Linked DNA regions of Mus musculus: regions 2 and 3 are each linked to region 1. The links are chromatin contacts, called in public promoter capture Hi-C and targeted proximity ligation maps. All regions are on one chromosome and are shown on one strand. The core of a region is the stretch at or near the end of the contact, and the rest is flanking DNA. Distances in the headings are between cores, read along the strand shown. Region 1 holds the start of Rbp4 (retinol binding protein 4, plasma). Region 2 overlaps Myof (myoferlin). Region 3 has its middle 6.7 kb from the start of Gm41844.

Evidence for each region. Promoter capture Hi-C pulls out the DNA fragments that hold promoters and counts their contacts.
Region 2: a targeted proximity ligation map of pancreatic cancer cells shows a contact between it and region 1. A contact is called at or near these places in 4 of 39 promoter capture datasets (cranial neural crest, embryonic stem cells and hippocampal neurons), 3 of 484 Hi-C or Micro-C datasets (embryonic stem cells, liver and nephron progenitors), 2 of 130 datasets of targeted methods (embryonic stem cells and pancreatic cancer cells) and 3 of 9 other capture datasets (adipose tissue, liver and pancreatic islet).
Region 3: a contact with region 1 is called in a promoter capture Hi-C map of liver, with 2.9 times the contacts expected there. A contact is called at or near these places in 8 of 39 promoter capture datasets (cranial neural crest, embryonic stem cells, frontonasal cranial neural crest and 4 more), 2 of 484 Hi-C or Micro-C datasets (liver and nephron progenitors), 1 of 130 datasets of targeted methods (pancreatic cancer cells) and 2 of 9 other capture datasets (adipose tissue and embryonic stem cells).

The regions. Positions count from the first base shown.
Region 1 is chr19:38,122,746-38,126,309 of GRCm38.p6, reverse strand. Rbp4 (retinol binding protein 4, plasma) reads left to right here and starts at 1,499. Exons shown (of 6, transcript NM_011255.3): 1 at 1,499-1,552; 2 at 1,663-1,791; 3 at 1,878-2,014; 4 at 2,175-2,281. The coding sequence starts at 1,681. Gm32440 (a long non-coding RNA gene) reads left to right here. Exons shown (of 4, transcript XR_877843.2): 4 at 1-556.
Region 2 is chr19:37,957,410-37,960,629 of GRCm38.p6, reverse strand. It overlaps Myof (myoferlin), which reads left to right. Exons shown (of 54, transcript NM_001302140.1): 21 at 792-916. Among named protein-coding and RNA genes, the nearest start is that of Gm52397, 27 kb to the left of the region's middle.
Region 3 is chr19:38,371,050-38,374,189 of GRCm38.p6, reverse strand. No RefSeq gene overlaps it. Among named protein-coding and RNA genes, the nearest start is that of Gm41844, 6.7 kb to the left of the region's middle.

The sequences.
Region 1 (3,564 bases), core at 250-2,749:
ATCAATGCCCCAGTTGAAACTGAGAGGCAAGAAATGCATCCTTTGGTAAAACTAGTCCAGTCAAATTTCCCAGTTAGCCTCCTGGCCAGAAACACTCTTCCCTAGTTGTAGAGTCCTATGGAAATAAAACATGGTCTCTGGTGCCACAGAGACTACAAGGAGCACAATGGGTGCAGGGGTGGAGAGAGAACCAGGCAGGTGAATGTCCAAAAGCTCACAGGAAGCTGAAGGAGGCCGCAGGTATCTCTGCAAGGTTGCCAGGCATGGCTAAGGTGCTTGTTGAAAGAAATGGCAACTTAGTTCTTTCTGTGGCGTCTCTGTCTCTCCTCCTTTCCCCATCTCCTCTTATATAGCTATGGCAGAGTGGTCAATGTACTCTCATATGCTCAGACTTTGGGCAATGGAGACACAAATACTTTCTCGTCAAAAAAAATTTTTTTTTTTCCCACTAAATCTCATTTGGTCGAAATCTTCCTCCTTTTAACTGCTAGGTTCAGTTTGACAGATCGCAAACTCCAAATACAGAGGGAAATGTAGAGTTATATCGTGCCATAGGCAAAAAAAAAAAAAAAAAAAAAAAAAAAAAAAAAAAAAAAAAAAAAAAATCAACCCTTCAACAGCTTTTTTTGGCTACTACCATTAAGGTTATGGAATTCTTTCCCTCTCCTTTTTCTCTTCCTGAGCCAGTTTTCCTCGCTGTTCTGGAAATAAATAAATCCTAATATGGCTTAGAAATAAAAATGCATGGTAAACACTTGGCAATTATGTTTTTCAGTGTGGTTTCAGGGGAGTGTGGCAAGAGAAGTGGACGATCAACCACTCGGCCATTGGCGCTGAGAAAATATTTCCTGTCCTGACCAGGTTGCGTTTCTAGAGAATATTTAACAGGGAGCGGTTTAGTCCTTCTAAAGATGATGAAATGAAAGAATAAATATTGACCCAAACAGCACCACAACTCATCAAAGAGTAAAATATGCCCTTTCTCAAAGGGGGAAAAAAAAACAGCCAAAATATGCCAAAAAGCTTCTCACAACAGCTCCTCAGTAGAAGCAGGGGCCACTTGGGAAAGCCAGGGCCTGGACGCTAATGTTCCAGGCTACATCATAGGTCCCTTTTCGCTCAGTGAGGCCACCATCACCACACCATGGCCACGTAGGCCTCCAGCCAGGGCAACAGGACCTGGAGGCCACCCAAGACTGCAGCTGGCTGCCGCTGGGTCCCCGGGCCAGCTCTTGGCCCCGATGGATCCTCTGGGCTGGAGAGTTTGGCTCCACCGAGACCACCCTGAGCGGAGCTCGGAGCATAGGCGACGTGGGACGGCAAGGCTGACGGAGGGGCCCCGCGTGCGTTCAGGAGTGAGTCAGGGAGCGTTATGCAAGCTCGGCCGCCCCCCCCCCTCCCGCCCCCGGCACCTCCCCGCGGTCTTTCACCCCGCGCGGTTACGAAAGCGCGACCCCCTCCCCCCGGAGCTATAAAGGACCGACGGCCGCTCGGCTCCGTCGCTCCACGCGCGCGCGAACGCGGCGGCCAGGCTTGCACGCGGCTCCTGCTGGTGAGCCGCCGCGCGCTCCCCCGGGGACCTGCAGGGCGGGGTGGGGCGGGAGGGGGCGACGGGCGGCCTCGGTCCTCCGGCCCCGCGTTTACCCTGCGCCTGTCCCGCAGGGCAGACTCCGGGGTGAGATGGAGTGGGTGTGGGCGCTCGTGCTGCTGGCGGCTCTGGGAGGCGGCAGCGCCGAGCGCGACTGCAGGGTGAGCAGCTTCCGAGTCAAGGAGAACTTCGACAAGGCTCGTGTAGGTATCAGCCCGGGTTCCCCGATTCCTGCGGGTCAGAGGTGGAGCCCAGACTCCAGTCCCTAGCTCTCTCATCTCTTTCTCAGTTCTCTGGGCTCTGGTATGCCATCGCCAAAAAGGACCCCGAGGGTCTCTTTTTGCAAGACAACATCATCGCTGAGTTTTCTGTGGACGAGAAGGGTCATATGAGCGCCACAGCCAAGGGACGAGTCCGTCTTCTGAGGTCAGTGGCCTCTGGTGGGCTGTGTGCGGCGTTCCAAAGTGCCTCCCACCTTGCCTTTGGCTCCCTGGGAGCCCAACCCTCACTGGGATGGGAAAAGAGTACCTTGGATGAGGTAGAAGCCCTTTCCTGGCTTGGCTCAGGATTCTCTTGGCTTTTGCAGCAACTGGGAAGTGTGTGCAGACATGGTGGGCACTTTCACAGACACTGAAGATCCTGCCAAGTTCAAGATGAAGTACTGGGGTGTAGCCTCCTTTCTCCAGCGAGGAAGTGAGTAGTGGGGCATACATGGCCAAATCACTGCGTTTCTGTTCAGCGGCACCGTTGGGAAGGGCTTCGAGAGGCAGAACCCTCAGCCCTGTCTGAATTTAGGGGATGTGGGATTAGAAGCGACTGGATTCTCAGCCTAAAATACCTAATCCAAGTTCGGAAGGGCCTTTGGGCTTATCGGGTACCATTTCCCTGATCATCCACTGTGACTTACTTCACGCTGTCTCACACATTACCACTCCACTCTGTCTCTTGGAGTGGAATCTCTGAGACAGTAGGACAATCTGGAACATCGGCAGAGCTAGAGACCGATATCCAAGAGGAGGGAACTATGTGTCTGAGCTGGGTCACAGCCCAGGCCCCTCCCGGTGGACTCCCAGCCAGGCAGTGTTCTGGAAGCAATAGTCTCCTTTCCTTAAATACTCATATGCAAGGCAGGATTTTGAGAACTCCCAACAAAGTTCCCTAAAGTTTGGGATTCTTCTCAGGACACACAATTGACATGTTCTTTGACTCCCCCAGCCCATTTCACTTAAATTATAGATCCGAAAGCTACTTGATAACTAAGGAATAATTTAGGGTGGGAAGAAGTATTGTGAGATCTCAGAAAGAAGGAACTAATCTCAGCCCTAAGGCAATGGCTCTAGACCTGCGTTCTGAGACCCTTGGGGGTCAAATGACCTTTTCACGGGAGCCAGCTCAAGCTGTCTAAAAACACAGACGTTTACTTACATTATGATTCATAGCAGTAGCAAAAATTACAGTTATGAAGTAGCAACAAAAATAATTCTATGGTTGGTGGTTATTGCAACATGAGGAGCTGTATTAAAGGATGGCGGGATTAGGAAGGGTGAGAATCACTCTCCTAGGGTGAAGGGGGGTGTCCGGGATAAATTTCTCCTTATTTTAACCTTTTCAGAAAGACCGTGTGCAGGGTAATAGTTAAGTATGCCACGTTAAAGTTAGACTGACTGAGTGCTGGAGATGTAGCTCATTGGCAGAACAATTGTCGCACATTCACGAGGTTCTGGAATCTATCTCCAAACATATGGGTGCAGGGGCTTGTGCATACACACTTGTGTGTGTGCGCGTGTGTGCGCGCCCGGCTTGTGCATGCACACTTTGTGTGTGTGTGTGTGTGTGTGTGTGTGCACGCGCGTGTGCTCCAGAGTGCGTGCTCACGAACTCCTGTGCACACACACACACACACGTTCATACCCACACACCCACAACCTAAGTTCAAATCCTAACTAAACTATTACCCGTGGGACCCTGAGTTGTTA
Region 2 (3,220 bases), core at 105-2,604, 170 kb after region 1:
GTTGACAATGGTGGCACTCTGGCTCAGACACTGGAAAAGCCAGGCTGATTCTCACCAGTGCTCACCCAGTCCTGTCACCCAGCTCTCTTTTAAAAGATTTTGTTTCTCTTTTTAATTGTATGTTTGTGTATATGGCCCGGTACACATAAACAGCCCAACAGGACTGCTATATTTTTATCTAAATTTTTTTGTATGAGCAAATTTAAGACATAAAATGCCCCAGAAAATGTGAGGCATTTAGTCTTAATTACAGAAAGCCTCCGAGTCATGCCAACCCCATGTGGGCAGCCGAGGTTTGCGAAGAACAGGGTGTGGGGCGGGACTGCTCTTCTTTCAGCAAAAGCAATCATTTAAAAGCACAGTTCCACAGAGAAACAGTGAGTCTAACCTCCAGTGCTCTGCATTCTACCATGCCATATGATGTAACCATCATGGGTGCTCAGCTGTGTGATCCTGAACCACAAATTGTTCCTAAGATGGTTGTCCTCCCTGTGCTGGTGTTTTAGAAAGGTTCACAAAATAAAAGAATAAAGCATCTATTCTCTGTTGCTTGCCTGATTAAAATTGATGAGTCAGAATAGCGCCCGGGTGTGGCTCAGCAGTAGAGAACTGTCCTAGCTTGTATGAGGCTCTGGGTTTAATCTCCAGCTCCCCAAACAGCAAACAAACCTTAGCCAAGACCATTCCCCGGGCCTGTGGATTAATGGGTAGCTCTGTTCACACATCTATGTAACAAATATGCTGTCCTTTTCAAGTGTCCCTGTTCACTGACTCCTGACACTCCTTACCAGGGAACTACTATTACTACTTACCTTGGGCCCACACGAAGCCCGTGGTCACCCTGACTTCCTACTGGGAGGATATTAGTCACCGCCTGGATGCAGTGAACACTCTCCTAGTCATGGCAGAACGGCTGGTGAGTTATCTGTCCAGCATTTCCTTTTCGCAGACAGTAAGGTAAGCACGGGGTAGGTAATATACAAGCTTGGCAACTGTAGCACAAGATCTTAAACACACAATGGTCAACAATAGAGCAATTCAGTAACAACTGAGGAAATGGTCCAGAACTTGTAGAAGTTCACCGGTACTGGTGCCCACTCTTTCCCCATGGCTGTCCTAACCTTTACTAAGGAACTAAGGAGTTACCTCAGTCCATCCCTTAGAGACAACTCACTAGGACATCCACCCTCCAGCCTAAAGGGAGGAAAACACATGAGAAGGTGACAAGAGCCCCTCATTAGGGAAAATTAGGACGTCATACCCAGATTTCTGCTCACTTTCCATTCACCAGAATTCCAGTCCTACAGCCACACCCACCACGAGGAAGTCTAGTCTTACGTTTGTGTGAGCACATGCCAGGAGAAAGGCTTTCTTACTGAGAAAGACGGGAGGATGTAGAAGGCTGGGCAGAGGATTTGCATATAAAGGATGCTTTGTTCCAGTAGCCGGGTGCAACTTGTACAACTTTGCTCTTATTACAGAGATAGTCTCTGCTATGGGAAGAACCAGGGCTGCCAGTCTCTGCTCTTGCTTCAGACTCGGGGAACTCCTCTGAAGCCTGGAGGAGGTTGGGGTGGGGGTCCCTCTGGTTGGGGTGGGGGTCCCTTTGGTAGACCTGCATAAGAGCAGGCATGTGATTGATCGTCTTCTTGACATTGGTAGGCTACAACAGTGAGGAGAAAGGTGCCACATTTGGGACATTTCTACTTAATTTAAGATACTAAGTTACTTCTATAAAAATCCATTCAGCATTAATGTTAATTTAGAGTGTGGGGGAAAAAGGTGTTTGAACATAATCAATCCATCTCATATGTATGGAAATATCACATTAATCTCATTAATATGTGATTAAAATACATTAATAAAATAATTTCAGTTTATATTAATATCATTTTTATAAATGATAGACCAAGATATATAAGAAAATATCTGATGAAAAACTCCATAACAAAAAAATTATTGCTTTTTTATATACAGGCAGCTTTATATCAAAGATATATATATTTCTACCACTTTTCTTTTTCACCAAAATGGTGCATGTGAATGTCCTGGCTGATGCCCTCAAGAATAGCAACAAGGCACGTGCCAGGTCTTTATTAGGTTCCAAAGTCACAGTCTGGCTTCTGTCTGTGGTGAGGGGCATGGTTGCATTGGGGAATTTGAAATCATTGATGACTACAGATCTGGGCAGATCGTCCTGAACCTCACAGGCAGCGAGTGATCATGAGTGTGGGGTGATCAGCCCCAGATTGAACATGCAGCTCAAACCCATCACTTGGTTTCATCGTGCTGACAGCCCCAGGGAGTGCCGCAGACCATGACGAGGCAAACATACTTACAAATAAAAGGCCTCCAGGTGTCGGGGGTGGGAGCACCAATATAGAAGGATAATTGAACTTCAGTGTAATTTCCCATTTCGTAAAGGTGAAATGGAGGGGAATAGATAGACAGTTCTGTGACTAAGAACATTTGCTTCTCTTCCAGAGGACCTGGGTTCTCTTCCTGGAACTCACATGGCAGCTCAAAATCACCTATAGCTCCCATTCCAAGGGATCTGTTGCTCTTTTTTTGGCTTCCAAAAGCACCAGGCATATGTGTGGTGCACAGACATACATGTTGGCAAAACACTCGTGCATATAGAATTAAAAAATGAAAAAAATTAAATTAAAATTTATAGGTTTTAATTTATAAAATTTAAAATTAATATTTGTAAAAATAAAGTTGAAATTGACATGAAATATTTTTTAGATTTATTTATTTTATGTTTATGAATACACTGCCACTCTCTTCAGACACACCAGAAGAGGGCATTGGATCCCATTACAGACGGTTGTGGGCCACCATGTGGTTGCTGGGAATTGATGGACTCAGGACCTCTGGAAGAGTAGTCAGTGCTCTTAACTATCGAGGCATCTCTCCAGCCCAAAATACTATATTTTTTTTATTAGTTTTCATTTTCCTTCCTCAAGGGAGTTGGTGGAGAACTGGCCAAACTTCTAATTATGTTGGGGCCATTCCTCGGGGGGGTTTCTTGCCCTGATTCTCCTTATCATCTCCCTCCACTGACCAAATTGTCTGAGTTCAGGCCTAGTCGTGACAAAGAGAGTGGCTTTCCATGACCAGGACTTTGGCTAGGCCTAGCGGGCACTCCCTTCCCCTCTCTGTTGGCAGATGCTCAACTCGAGCACATCAGCATGTTCTGGGCTTAGCTTGTACTTTC
Region 3 (3,140 bases), core at 285-2,784, 250 kb before region 1:
ACCCCACCCCATACACCAACTACCCTTAAATGGGTAAAACTTCCCAGAGAAACCCCTTCTGAGAGTATGTAGGAGTCAGCAAATGTAGCAGCAGTGTAGCCAGGCAGGAGCCACATGCCTGCAATTCCCGTATGAGAGAACCTGAGGCAGGAGGATGGGGAGTCACAGAGCACCCTGGGCTACACTGGGAGGCATCCTGGGCTACACTGGGAGACTCTATCTCAAACTAATCCAAAGAGAACATTAGCAAAAGGCTCCATGGGAACCTAGAGCCATAGTTGCAGTTAACTTGGGTCTACATCCCCACCAAGACACATGAGCTACCTATGATCCTTAGCACCAGCCTTGGCCACGCTTCAGTTCTGGCTCCTAACTACAGAGAAGAGAAAAAACATTCTGGGTTTAGGAGACACTGAGACAGTCTGTCCTGTTGAATAAGATTTATTCAGAGGGTAATTAACACTATAAACAGACAGACAGACGTCAGACAGACAGACATGATGGGAACTCTAAGGAGAGTTCAGGCCCATGTGGCCTAGTGGGGTGGTAATGTCCCTTCTCAGAAGAAGGAAAGAGGGTCTATGTCATGTGATTGATGGATCCTTTATACAGAGCTGGCAGCCAGGCTGTCTCTGATTGCTGGGTGACAAATGGGACTGAGGAGAGTATATTAGCCTGGGAGCTGTGTGAAAATCAGCTGTGAGGGAGGGGAGAGACTCAGCTGTAAATGAACATGACCTGGGCAGCAGCCTGAGCTGGCTTGGGATCTAACGATGAGCACCAGAGACAGAAAAGCTAAGAGGGGAGAGAAAACCTGGTTTAGTGCCTTCCCAGCCTTTCAGAGTTTTGTAGCTAAATATTACCAGTAGTAAAACATATGAACTCGGGGTTCTACAGTTTTACTCTCTGGAGACAGAGTGTACGACTCTTGTAAGACTTTGGAGGTTTCTTTGAAGTCCTGTGTTCCATCTGAAATATTTATGTCCGTTTCCCTTCTAGACCCTGATGTATTTATCTTCATCCCATTTTTAAAAATGTAGCAGATTTGGCTAACATCTAAGTGTTTACACTAGACAACAGAGATGAAATGGGAGACGAAAGAGACAGGGTCCCAACCTCTCACAGATGACCTCTCACTGGCCTTGGCATTGCCTACTCTCACTCAGACTACAGGATCCAGACCTCGGCTCTCTGCTCCAAGCTTGACAAACTGGCCTGGGAGACAGGGGTCGGGGTATATGTGGCTGGAGAGCTCTCTGATTCTCCTAGCTCTCCTGGCCTCGAGTCAGAGGGCTGCACCCCTGCAGTTTCCTGGGCAGAGGGCACCCTGCAGACCTTGTTGCGTGTTTCTTTGTAGATCCTCTCTCTCCAATCAGTTCCTGAGAACCGTGGCTCCTATGTACATAAATTATTCCTAACACCCCGGGAACCTTTACCTTCCTCTGTGAACTTATCTATGCTTGGAGACTGGGCATGCTCAGAGATGATCCCTGTTAACCTCAGATTTGTTATGGTCCAATATCTGGGTTCCACTCTGCTCTCCTTTTAATCATTAACGTTTCTGAAATGCTCCAAATATGCCACACACAATTAGGTGCATCGGTTCATTGACCCCCGGGGAATTTAACCAGGCAGTTCAGTAATTGTTAAAAGCCAGGCTCTGGAGTCCCGTTCACTAACCAGCCCTGTGGTTTCAGGAGAGTGATGACTCCCATCTGAGCCTCCCCCTTCCCCGATCTTGTTTTCTCCTATAGAAAATAGAAGAAGAAAACTATTTAGCGGCTAAGAAGATGAGAGGATTCATTTCCAACACCAGATGCAAACGCTCTTTTTTCTCTTTAAGGTGTGTGTTTTATCTTCAACTTACAGATGGGGAAAGTGAAGCTTAGAGATGTCAACTGATTTGCTTACAGTCACACTAAAAGGGAGGCGCAGAGATGGGATTAGAATTCAAGACTTTAGATACTTCAGTGGGTGGTCTGGACAGTTTTCCCCTGCTTCTCAGGCAGGGCATTAACAGGATTTCAGGCTTTTGAGAGCAGCACCTCATTAGAGCAATTTCTTTCACCTGATCTTTTGGCTTTAACTCTGAGACCACTGAGCTGGCAGCATGCTTTGCCAGCTATTGCTACAATCGTGATACTCCGTGGTTTGCATTAGGGTTTGTGGTATCTCTGAGAAACCACACTCTTCTTGGAGTAGAATGCTATGAAATGAAGAAAAACAATTGTATAACGATACTAACAAGATCCATAATTATATATAAGTCATTTATCAATGGTTTCTTGATTCCATTTATCTATTTGCTATATTGTCAGCCAAGTATGGACCACCAAGATACACCATCCACCCAGGCAATACTGGGCCTATAAATCAACCAAGCCTCCAATGCCTTCTGAAATCCAGTATTTGATGGTGTAGTTTCAACTACTGCCGAAACCATGGAAATGTATAGCTCAAAGAAAGCTCACTCACTGAGCATGCTCATGTCAACATGACCCAGATCAAGAAACAGAGAATAGGGGCTGGAGGGATGGCTCAGTGGTTAAGGGGTATTGACTGCTCTTCCAGAGATCCTGAGTTCAATTCCCAGCAACCACATGGTGGCTCACAACCATCTGCAATGGGATCTGGTGCCTCCTTCTAGTATGTCTGAAGAAAGCAATGGTGTACTCACATACATAAAATAAATAAATAATCTTAAGAGAGAGAGAGAGAGAGAGAGAGAGAAGCAGAGAATAGTTCTCAAAATGGCCACTCCATGGATGGCTCTTCACTATACCCTCCAAAGATAAGCTCTTCAGACTTCTAAACTACACTTATCTGCTTATCTAAACCTCAGGTGTTTATGTAGTTTTCATCTGCTATGCTTTGAGTGTGCCCTCAGAAGTTGATATTATGTATTGGCCAGACCCCCAACCCCTATAGCTGTAGCCATTTTGGTCCATGCCTGCCAGCTAGTTAACATTGTTGCTGTAACATGCCTGCCAGTCACTGACACAGAGAAGTGACTTGGCTCAAGGACATGCTGACCACACACCCTGTTTTGTTCTCTATGCTCTGAATGAGCAGTATGAGGTTTGCTAGTTAGTCTTAAGACATTCCACAAAGGTTTATGTAGGACCCATCAAATCAAAGGT